Linked DNA regions of Gossypium hirsutum: region 1 is linked to region 2. A link is a contact called in public Hi-C data. All regions are on one chromosome and are shown on one strand. The core of a region is the stretch at or near the end of the contact, and the rest is flanking DNA. Distances in the headings are between cores, read along the strand shown.

Evidence for each region. A called contact is a pair of places that touch in the nucleus more often than the background predicts.
Region 1: a Hi-C map of leaf shows a contact between it and region 2, with 2.7 times the contacts expected there. The contact joins the promoter of LOC107921395 here to the promoter of LOC107922283 in region 2. A contact is called at or near these places in 2 of 34 Hi-C or Micro-C datasets (both in leaf).

Annotation. Positions count from the first base shown.
Region 1 is chrD01:48,844,138-48,850,674 of Gossypium_hirsutum_v2.1, forward strand. It overlaps LOC107921395, which reads left to right and starts at 3,879. Exons shown (of 1, transcript XM_016851251.2): 1 at 3,879-4,334. The coding sequence starts at 3,879. The coding sequence ends at 4,334. LOC107920983 (probable ribose-5-phosphate isomerase 2) reads right to left here. Exons shown (of 1, transcript XM_016850829.2): 1 at 5,776-6,537. The coding sequence ends at 6,013.
Region 2 is chrD01:48,613,303-48,619,566 of Gossypium_hirsutum_v2.1, forward strand. It overlaps LOC107922283 (U-box domain-containing protein 11), which reads right to left and starts at 4,112. Exons shown (of 4, transcript XM_016852248.2): 1 at 3,433-4,112; 2 at 2,557-2,673; 3 at 2,072-2,467; 4 at 655-1,950. The coding sequence starts at 3,735. The coding sequence ends at 1,057.

The DNA of each region.
Region 1 (6,537 bases), core at 2,629-5,128, 230 kb after region 2:
ATTGTCGATAGAAGGAGAAGATTGTAATGATAGTTCTATACCGGTATCCCTCGGTTCCGACAGAAATCTCTGAAAAAATTTATCCTAGTAGGTTCTAATTTCTCGTAATGAATTTCTTATTTTCCGATACCAATTGATATTGTTGACGTAGACGAAAGAGACAACTCCAATGAAATATTGCTATCTTCACAATCTGAGTTTTTTTTTTCTTTGGTCCTATTGGTGCCGTCCACATCCTTGGTATTCAAAACAATGAAGGGTATGTTGTCTTCCATGGATGAAGCAGTCAAGCACCAAACAATCAACTTATTTGTGTGAAGGTAACTGTTGAAACCCTTGTTTAATGAGAAATTTATAAAAGAAAAACAATAAAAAATTCTCTCCTCAATCCCAACTCTAAAATCTAATCTCTTTACCTCCCATTCTCACTTTTTTGAAAAAATATGAGTTGATATAACTAAACAGGATAGAATCTTTTTCCTACTAGAAAAGTAATTTGGCCTCCAAGTATAATGTTGCCCCCACTCTCATCTTTTTTTTTTTTTTTTACTAATGAAATTGTTATTTGATGTATGAATGTTTTTATTAATTATTAGAATTAATTCTAAATAATCATAAGTTAAGTTTGCAATGATAGAAAACATAAATTTAGATATTCATTCCAACGTCTTCAAAAATGGTTATTAATGACTTTTATATTTTATTTACCGTCAATGTTTCATTAAAAGAGAGTAATACATTAGGGGAATAAATTATAGGCATGATTATTTTTTGAAATAAATCATTTTAATTTCTCAATTTAATTTTTCGTCTTTTTTAACCTTTTAATTTGTATTTTTTGTCAAATAACCTCAAAATTTATGGAAATTTTAAAAAATTCAAAAAAAAAAACATAAAAACTATAAAAAAATACTTTTAAATTTAAAAAAAAATTAAAAGTCAATTAAATTCTGACATGTAATCCACGTGACAATTCATGTGCATGCCACATCAATACAGTTAACGAACATTAATTTTCTCATCCATTTGAGGTGATTTAATAGAAAAATGTAAGTTTAAGGACTAAAAGTGGCGAAAAAGTGAATGGAGAACTAAAATGACATTTTTTTTTATAAAGTTAAATGATCAAATAAGTCATTATACCTAAATTATATTAGGATAATCTTAAAAATTAAATATTTTAGTCACCAATAAAATAATTCCCCATCATCCACTTTAAAAATTGTGAAAGTATTATCATACTAATCTTCATATTCAAAATCATCTTTTTAACTTTAATTAAATTATTTAAACATTTAATAAACAAAGAAACATGTTTTCTTCTTTAATAAATTTTAAAATTATTTTTAGTTTTCTTTTTAAAATTTAATCAACTTTTATTTTTATGTAGTCAAAATTTTAATTTCTTTTAAATTTTCAATGTCTAGACACCTAATTTTTCTTTTTCAATTTTTAATTTTCTATATTTTTCATAAAAAATTAATGAAATTCCATGGTTTGGTAACACTGCGGGTGGCTGTAATCATTTTTCCATTTTTTGCAAACTCTTTTTCTAGGTTTTTAAAAATATTTAATGATTGATTTTAATTTTTCAAATTTCAATTTCTTTATAATTTTTATTAGTTTTTCTAATTTTTAATTATTGTTTTCAACATTTTTATATTTTACTTTTACTTTTCTTTTCCACATCTTTGCATTTTTCCTCAAAATTTTAATTATTTTTAAGTAATTTAATTAAAATTAAATTAAATTAGAATGATATCATATATAATTGAGTGTAGAATAATCTTTGTATGTCTTTGAAAACTAGTGATGTTGTACTATTTTATTGTTGTCTAATAATTGTATATTTTCGGATGATTCTACTATAAGTTATTCCCAGTAATACGTAAATTTATACATGAGTAACTATTCAATAAATAGTTCATGAACAATTAAATTTTTTTCATTTATACTCATTTATTAAGCTAAACAAACAAAAAAAAATCAAAATGTTTAAGCTTGCTTTTTTTCTTGAACAATCACATTATAGATTCTGATTACATCTGCTCTTTTTGACACAATGCCTAGAACTATCCATAGCTCCTCCTTAACTCATAAATAGGAGGATAATGCATTTCAACGCATTCGAATCCACGTCCTCCTACATTGGCAACAATGCCTATGTCAATCGAGCTAAGACTCAATCGACGTTTAAGCTTATTTATTAAGTGAACCGAACATGAACAAAGTTTGGTTGGTTCGTTTGTGTTCATAAACAAACACGCTGATGTTCACGTAAAGCTCATTTCATAAATTATTTTTAAGTGTATTTAAAACTCATTTACTGTTCAGTTATCGTATAATTAATAATATTATTATAGTTCATGTGCTTATTCTATTTATATTAAAACTATTAATATTTATATTTAATTATTTTATATCTAAAAGATAATATGTATGTTTATTTATTGTTTGTTAATTTATTCTTCATGATATTATTTGTAAACGTGTTCAAGTATATGTTGGTAAACAATTATAAAAATGACCACAAACACTATTTTAAAACTTTTAACTATCACTAACCAAACATTAAAAAACTTAAAAATAAATAAACAAAGCTGGGAGGCAGGGAGGGATAATTTTTATTTTAAATAATAATATACTTTTATTTAAATTTTTCAAATTTCTAGTTAAATTAATATAAATTATATTTTTAAAGACACGTGCCGCTTGTTGATTGGTTGCAAAGATTTTTTTTAATGGATGTAATGATAGGGATAACATTAATTACGGAATGAAGTTTATATACCTAACTCGACCAAAAGAAAAAAGAATCTAATTCAAATAAAGAGCATAGTTTATGGGCCTCTTATTCAATTAAGCCTTTAATTATTTATAATTAGATTTTTAATATTGAACCAATGTAATTTTTTTACGTGCTATAAAAAATTGATAATATCATGATAAATAATTAGAGTGCATTGAATATTATTAATATGACGTATTTACTTATTTAAATTTAATTTTACTCACAATTTAAACTTTTTTTATTTTAATTTCGTACATATGACATATGTGTTATTATTAGTTTTGAACACTACATTTCATTATTTATTATATGTTATTTTTAAGTGTATAATTGTGTTCTAAACACATAATTTTTACACGGATACATGTATGATAAAATTTTTATTTTTTTATATATTTTTAAATATAATATGTTTAAACATTTCGATTAATATTTACTCATAATTAATAGATGGGTATTTGCTCATAATATAAAATAAATTAAATATGGAAAGTATCCTGCGGTTCTCAAGAGTAAAAATGGATGTTAGATATTAAAGGTTAAATATAAAATTAGTATTTAAATTTATTCACTTTTTTTCAGATTAATATTTAAAGTTTTTTTTTACCAAATTGATACCTAAATTTTTGTTCCATCACCTAAATCGGAACCTAAGTACCAATCTAGAAAAAAAAATATAAATACTAATATGAAAGGTATTAATTTTATATTTAATGTTAAAAGAAAACAGAAAGATGATGGGACTAGGTGAATAAAGAATTAAATATAGAAGGGCAGGAAGAGTAGGTGTAAGAGAGGGATTAAAAATTGCATGAAATGATGAAGATACAAGTGGACGCGGTGTGACTGGCGCCGCCCCCATAGGATACGCACGTACATTCCCACTTCTTACTACAGAATCTTCCAATTAAAAATCGAGTGTCCCACACGTTATCTGACCTTTCTTCCAAATCAATCTCTAAATTCCAGGTTTTTGACTCAATAACGGTTCTTCACCATCTTCTTTCTTCTATAAATACTCTCTAGTTTTTTTCTTCCCAAAATCATTGCGCCACTTATTCCAGAGATAACTTCACGTCCAAAAACCATGCAGGCTACTACTTCTTGTCTTTCTAAGTCCTCAGCTTCAGCTCCTCCACCACAACATCGCTTCTCCAGCGACCTAATAGGTGGGAGAAAGGGTTTGGGAGGAGCAAAGACGGTAAATGTCAAAGTAATGGCTTCAAAAAGATCATCAGGGCCATATAGTCACAATTTCGACGGGAAGCTAGTGGATGAGAGCATGATAGTGTTGAGAAAGCGGATTCAGGAGATGCAGAGGGTGGAGAAGAGTTATGAGCCTCCCCAGCATTGGATGGAGTGGGAGAAACAATACAAGAAAGAAAAGTACGACCTCGATGTTTGCCAAGCTGTGGGGAGCTTGCAATCCAAGCTCATGGAAACCAGGCCTGCCGTTGCTTTGGGGATGACTCTTCTTCTTCTCTTTACCTTACCAACTTCAATCGCCGCACTTCTCTTTCATCTTATCCCTAATTCCCTATGATCATTTACCTCTAAATTTGTTACTTCTAATTCAAAATGTTACAATCTTCGTACTCTTCCTACTGTGATTCATCTTATTATATAGTGAGTTCAAATTTGGGTTGGGTTTCCATTCTACCATGTAACCATGTATAGTTGTTCTATTATATTTTGATTATATATTGATATGATTTTATTTTATAGTTGTCAATCATGTTTGATAAGTGAACTTCATAGTCTTTCAATTTTTTTCAAATCAAATCTTTGCTTTACCAAAAGCCACATCGATCTTCAAGTTCTAATTTTTATTTAAATTTTAATTTCTAATTATATTTTGACCTATGTGCGTGACAAAATATATTAAAATTGGAATCCAAGTAATTTAATGTGAGATAAATGGATGACTTGATAGACCTCAATCCCTGGAACTTGGGCCGGAGTCGGTGATGCTATTTTTTTATTACTTATCTTGATTTGTGGTTTTTCTGGGTATTAATTAAATAGCAATTTAGACAGAGTTTGTAAATTTTGTAGCTCAAATCTAGACTTGTACCAAAAAAGAAACTACCCATTCAATCGAACCTATAAAATGGGTCAACCACTACTTTTCAACTCCAGAATTTTTATTTAAATACTCAAACATAAAGCCCAAGAATCAAACCCATGTGAAGAAGGCCAATGATTCTGACCCAAAAGCCTTGCCTCCCCTATGGAGAATGCTTTGCTTATTTTTTCCAATCGTTTTGGTTTGGAGGTAGCTTTTCTTATCAAGTAATTTCCAAGACAACTTGGCTAGGAAGGCTTGCTTCATATTAGCAACTCGTCTAAGACTCAAGCTTCCATGTGATTTAGGTGGAGTAAGAGCTTCCCAATTATTTCAATGATTTTTCGTCACTATGCTACCACTAGAAGTCTTTAGAAACTTTAAAGCGTGACAAATAGTAAATGAAAATACTTGACATCTCAGAATGCAAGTGTGTAAAAGTATAAGAAGGGCTTAAAAAAGCCACCCTTAAACCAAGATATTTCTCAATATTGTTAGGCCTATAGCATTGGGGTTGATAGAATTCAACCAGCCGACATTCTACATTCGAGAAGGGATGAAACCCATGGCTTGCTGTACTATGGAGTATATGGTTCCAAAGGAACGAACCTTCTTTAAAGAAGACCAGCCTGTGAGAAAGTTTATCCCAGTCAGACCTCTATTCCTAGGCAGAACGTTCTGCCTTCTGGTACTCTCAGCCTCCACGACTACTAAATTTCAAGCATTTGGATCAAACTCTCATTGGCACCAAGATTCTCCAAACAAATGCTTTATTTGAGTAGCAATTAAAGTTTAATTTGAATGTCATAAAAATATACAAAGCTGCCATGCCGATTATATTTTTTGGACTTAATCAATTTATTAGCCAACATGAGTCAAATCTATAACAATTCCATCAAAACAACAAACATCCAAAGAATAATTAAAATTTAGTTATTTATATTATCATAATAGTTGGCATACATCCCAAGTCCTTCCCTCATTTGCCTAAAACAGCAAAACTTGAGAAAGCCAACCTTTCTCATTATCATCATCGTGAATCGATGTATGCTAAAAAGCAATCCAAAAATCTACCCCCCTATTACAAAATATTAAATCCTAAATAGTATATGTAAAAAAAAAAAAAAAGAGTTAAGAGTAATTTTTGTCGCAGTTTCTACTTGTTCTTGATGGTGATCCCAAGCTCACCTGCAACAATAACAGTCGTAGCCATATCAAGAAACATGCCATGTTCAACGACACCAGCAATCCTCAGAATAGCATCGCTTGCCACCTGCAAATCCCCAATGTCTTTCTTCAAATACAAATCCACAGTATAATTCCCATTATCTGTTACAAAGGATTTCCCTTTAGAATCATTCCTGAGCTTGGCCACACAGCCCGAATCTTCGAACAGGTTTTGGAGTTTATTAGCTGTGAATTTCCAGCAAAAGGGGACAACTTCAACAGGCATGGCTAAGCCACTCCCTCCCAAATGCTTAACCAATTTGGATTCATCAACAATACAAATAAATTTCTTACAAGTCCCTTCCACCATTTTCTCTCTTAACAGGGACCCACCTCTGCCTTTGACGAGATTAAGATGTGGGTCCACTTCATCGGCGCCGTCGATTGCTAAATCGATGGTGGAATGGTGGTCGAGATCCGAGAGCGGGATGCCTAAAGAAACAGCCTGTTCTTG
Region 2 (6,264 bases), core at 2,862-5,361:
ACAGTGTTAACTTTTTAGTGTTTGATTCGAATTTTAGGACTGATTTTATAAAAGTTAATTGCTAATAGTATCAGGTTTGAATTTTTCATGATTTTTCTAATAGACTAATTTTAGTGTTAATTGTGGATTTGTTTAATTTATCAAATACGGATGGATGTGATTTAATTCCGATTTTATGGTTGATTTGATGAAAGTTAATTGTTAATGTTATTAGCTAATTATAAAATTTCATCAAATTAAACACTAAAAATTTAACAATATCATTGACGGGTACCAAAATATATAACTTTTATCAAATACATTTAAAAAAAAATAGAAAATGTTAAACTTATGCATTAAGCATTTTACTTATTAGGAAGAAATTATATTTTTAATTTTTATTTTTTAGAAGCAAACAAATTCTTATATTTTCCTATCAAGAATAAGGATTGGAGAATAAATGCCGATGGGGCTTTTAAGTAAATATTTATAAAAAAAATGTATTGCATACAAAATAGTGTTTCGTTTAACGTGCTTTAGCCAAATGTAATTCGAGTGTGCGATCATAAAATTTCATCAATCAACACAACCTTTTTAAAGTTAAAACAAAAAAGGTTCTAAATTTCATTTACTCAGAAAATACTTGGTAAATTAAAACCATTTCGTCTCACTAAATGACAAAATACTACAATAAGTTAATCATTATTGAAATCAAATGAACTCATCAATAAAAGAAATGAATACTTAGAGAGCAATGAGAATGGCTTTGTATCTCATGCTCGTCTCCTCAATTCTCATGACTCAAAGGAATAGAATTATGCCAGTTTTGTCAAACAATTACTGTTAAAAGAAAAAAAAATTTTAACAAACTGAACTCTCTGGTTAACAACCAAAAAAGGGTCAAAGCTGCTGTAATTTTCGAAGATGCTCCAACAATGAAGTAGCCTTCCGCTTGGCCCTTTCTGTGCCACTCTTGGTGAGCTCCGTCAATGGTATGGCAGCACCTAGCCTACTAATGCATGCCAGATTCTCAGCATCTCTCTTACACAAACAAAGTAAAATGGCAGCAGCATTTTCTTAGTTTCTAGGTAAACCTGTTCTCAGAAGATCGATCAAAACAGGTATGGTGCTAGCCTTTACTATAGCTGCCTTAGCATCATGGTTGCTAGCCAGGATTGACAGTATTGTCAAAGCCTCATCGACCATGCAGTTTCTTGAATCCGTAAGCATCTTCAGCAGTGCTGTAATAATTCCGGCTCTGACGGCGCGGCCCTTGTTCCCCTGATAAATGCATAGATTGAATAGAGCAGTTGCGGCATCTTTCTTCCCTCGATTGCTTCCATTTTGTAACAAATCTACCAAGGCTGGTATTGCCCCTGATGAACCAATTATTATTTTGTTCTCATCTGCAAGTGATAAACTAAAAAGGGTAGCCGCTGCATTCTCTCTTGCTTCCATGCTTCCGGCACGGAGGACTTGGACAATGGAAGGAACGGCACCAGCAAGCATTATAAGAGACTTGTTATTTTCGAATATGGAAAGGTTAAGAATAGAAGTTACTGCATGTTCTTGTATTGATGCATCATCTGTTGTTAAAAGGTTGACCAGAACAGGTATCGCTCCTGTGTCTGCTATTAGTATCCTGTTATCTGTGCTTCGTTTTGATAGTGATCGGATTTCAGCCACAGCTGCCCTACGTTCCTCTAAGCACCGGCTTGACAGCTTAGAGACCAGTTCCTGGATGGCTGCCATGTCGCCACTAATATCACAGAAAGACCCATTGCTCTTTTTGAGCCTACCATTTGCTAATCCGCTAGGCTGCTCAATGTTATGTTTAGCACACCATTGATTTATTACACTTCTAAGAACATAGTTTGGGGTTAGAGTTAAATTCTCCAGCTTCTGCTGAGTTTTTGGACACGTTACATTGCCACAATCTATCCATCTCTGTATGTAAGATCTCTCATATGTCTGTAAAGTCAAAACAATGATTAATCAGAACGCAGGCCAAAAAGGAAGGGCAGAAGGCAAAAGCTGATCACAGAAAAATGAAAATCGAAATGATAAGTAGTCATGCCAGGCACAACTATACCTGTCCTGTAGCCACAATCACTGGATCCCTCATTAGTTCCAAAGATATAGGGCATAGGAAATCAACAGGTATTACTAGTGTATCGGGTTTCTTGGTTTGTTCAGCACCCTTAGCAGCCAGATTCTCTTGCCCTTTGGAATCAACCTCATTTGATAGGCAGACCTCAGAAGGAATTGAAGAGCTATTCACCCTTTCCAATATCTTAGTTTCCTTATCAGCAGCATGTCCTAGAGTAGTACAACTTTCTGGAATGCTATCCAGCTTCGCTGAAATTTCATGGTTGGTATTGCTGCGCTCTTTTTCCGGTAGCTGGGAAATGGCATTCGAAACTTTTCTTGAATTCAAAGATCCATATCTTTCAGTCGCTCTTCTCAATTGTGCTCTCACCAATGCGACCTGAAAAAAGAAATGGAAGTTGGCGTTAAAAAGGCAAAGTCAATGTAGAAAAAGAAAAGAAGAGCACATTATAAATTTTGGAGCTAAACCTGTTCTTGAACCTCCTCTGAGATTTGAAACTGATCAAATGGAATTTTGGCTAAACTTTTCTCCAACTTCCATGTAACACATTGAAATTGGAAAGAGATTCTTTTGGCAGCTCCATCCTTAAATTAAGATATAGCAAATTTCAGAGACGTACCTATAAGATAACATATTAAGAACAAATACATATAACCACAATAAAATCCCAGCAACAGTCACTCTGGTAACAAAAAAAAAAAAAAACCTCCAAAAATTAAAAAAAAAAAAAGAAGACATAATTTCTTCTTCATTTTTCATGATGTGCAATTCAATTAGTTAATTGGAATTGCGACAATTAGTGAGACAAAAACTAGCAATCGACAATATTGCGGAGAAGTTCATATTAATAAAATCAAGAAATAGACTTAGCACTCGGATAGATTATGTTATTCAAACCCTTATTTCTCTTAAAATACTCTATCTTACACCTATATTCAACACATATATAGAGGTAAATGATCCTAAAAACTTTACACAAAATCGAGTATGCCCCTGTTTGACAAATACTCACTTCGGATAACATGGCAGATAGCTTAACTCGAAAATTTTTAGCCCAAAAGTTGTTTCTATATGCATACTTTTTCCGAAATGAAGCTAATCAATGTCAGTTAATGCAAACTGAGCCAGTAATTAGAATGTGGAACATTATCCGAGGAAGAAACAAGTCAACAAATTCTGTCAATTTTGCAATACAACTGAGCCTGTCAGTTAAAACCAAAATGAAACATATTTGTGGGACTTGGCAAAGCCAATTATCAACATTAAAAAACGTATTAATCGAATCATGTACTAGCACTTAATGTTCTTTTATATATATATAAGAAGAGGAGATGGGGGTTTACAGAGGAATTAGCGGAATGGTGAGCGGAGGCGGCGGACAAAAGACGCTTTGCAGCCTGCAGAGCAACGGCGAGATCAGCCGACCATGAAGAGGAAGAGGAGGAGGAGGAGGAGGAAGCGTGAGGATGATCAGACGCTGCAAAATCCCTAATTTCCTCAAGCAAATGCGTGAATAGAGCTATCCTCCTTACCAGATCCGTGCAATCCTTTTTAAACATCCCGGCAGCCAGATCCCCGAGGACAATATCGTGGACAAGGCTGAGCAAGAACGCGGCAGAAGCGTCGGAGACGACTCCGGCGGCCATTAGTGAAAAAGCCAGGCGTCGGCTCGTGATTGGATTGATAGGAGTAGAACAGAGAAGTGATTATGATGATGTTGAAAGAAAAGGAAGGATATGCATTTTGAGAGAGAGAAGGAAGAATTATTTAAAAAAAAAAAAGAAGAAGAAGAAATAGAATGGAGGGTATTAAGAGAGAGACAGGCGGTGAGCCAAAATGGAAGGAAAGGGGATACAGTTGGCTTTGGAATCTTATGATTTGTATTTCAACAACTACCCCATTATTCTCGTATTCTTATGTATGTGATATCACACACTCCTCATTTTATCATCTCATCCAGCTTAGTCTTGCGTTTCCACAATTTTATTCTTGCTAGCCTGTAAAGTTGTTCATTATTGCCATGCTCTCATTTTGTCCACCACCCAGCTATATAATTAATATAAAGAATGTCCAAACTATTCTACTTTCTTTATTTTTGCATGTTGTACTTTCAAGATATAATATTTAGGGATCCTTAATCAATAATTATGTCTAATATGCATCAAACTTGGGTGTGAGAAGACGTGGTTAGCAACTTCAAAACAAAGGTTTGACGATAAGTAACAACCGCAACGAACTAGAAAACGAGTAAAGCTGGCGGCTTACAGCTGGGTTTCTCTGATTTTGCGGCGCCAAATATTACTTTTTCGTCCTTTTTCCCCCTTTAAATCGCCCAATCTCTTGTTTTTAAGGGCGGATAAAATTAAGGGCAGGCCGAGGCCGACTCATATATATATATTGGGATGATTATCTTAGGATTAATACGACTTAAATTTAGGTAACATTTGAAACTATAAACAATTTTTCAAATTATCGGGTAAATGCAGGGGATTCGTTTCATATTTTATTTAAATGTTGGGTTTTATAAATGTTTAATCGCTTAAATGTTCCATAAAACAATTTAAACAAACCGAAATCAATCAATATTGATGTGATAATTAAGAAGCAACCCACGTAGAAAAACTGATTGATCTCACATTTGATATAACAAAACAAACTGATTTCAAAGTTTTAACCTAAAATTTGTTAAAATATTATAGTAAATTTGGAAATTTATAAAAATTATAGGAAAACTTTCCATTTTATTTAAAAATTAAAATACTTTAGAAATTTAGAAAAATTATTATACATTATTAATATGTTATGAAAATATTATAATATTTTAGAAATTATATAGAATACTATAAAACTATATAAATATTTTTAAATATATAAAATACTATAAAAGGTCATAGAAAATTATATAAAATTTATTAAAATGATAAAAATAAAAAAAATTATAAAAATCATAAACATTTTTTTTTTGTTATTTTGAAGGTTTGGAGTAGGCCTGGTCATGGATCGAACCAGGTCGATGCAATATTTTAGGCTTATTTTTTTATGCTCGAGCTTGACCCGACCCAAAAAGTGGGCCTAAACTTTATATAATATTTATAATTTTTCATAGTTATATATATATATTAAAAGTCTATAATTTCTATCAAATTTTATAATATATTAATAATATGTTATAATGTCATTATATTTTTATAATTAATTTTTATATATCTATACTATTAATAAAATCTCTGATTGGATTGGTGTCATGAGTCAACCTGACACCAACTCGATTAGGAAAATTAAAAAAAAATAACATTTCGTATTTAAAATAAATTATATTATTTTAAGGTACTTTAGTCTTTTAATTTAAAATAATAATAATAAAAATGTGCATAAAGTGAAATTTGAATATTAAAAATATTATAAATTTACCACTCAACCAAAACTTTATTTTTATTTACTTATACATTTTAATTTTATTATGTACATTTTATTACCTTCACCAATTGCATATCTATACTATTACAACTCGACGTTAATTCAAGATTGACTACAACACCATGGTAAACAATTGTAGTGCATTTAGTATTCTTAAATATGAAGCATTTACTATGTTTAAATTTACTCACAATTTAATATATTTTTTCATTTTAATATTTTTTAATATTAATTAGTTTCAAATCATACATTTCATTATTTATTGTCTATTATTTTCAAACACATCTCCATATTTTAAGTATACAATTTCCGCACACATACGCATGTAATATAATTTCTATTTTTTATAGTTTCAAAATAAATTTTTTATAATATTTAATCATTTTCAAGTTTAAATAATTAAAAATCAATTTAACTCTTCACATCAAATTAATACTAAAACGGACTTTAACAAATAATTATATTTCAGTGCCTCAATTGAATGTTAACTTTGAATTAAAGACTCAAATTACAACAACTTTCAATTTCAAACTTAATTGGTTTTTTAAATTATTTTATGGATTAAACCTTTTATAAATATTACTTCGTAGAAGATACAAAGTGATTATTTCACGTCATTTTATGTATTTTTTTATAAAATAAATTCGTTTATGACATTGAATAATTAAATTATGTATATATTTTAAGAAATTCATTTATGATTCTTTTGATAGATGAATAATCTTTTAGAAAAAAGAAAGAAAGATATTACACGGCAA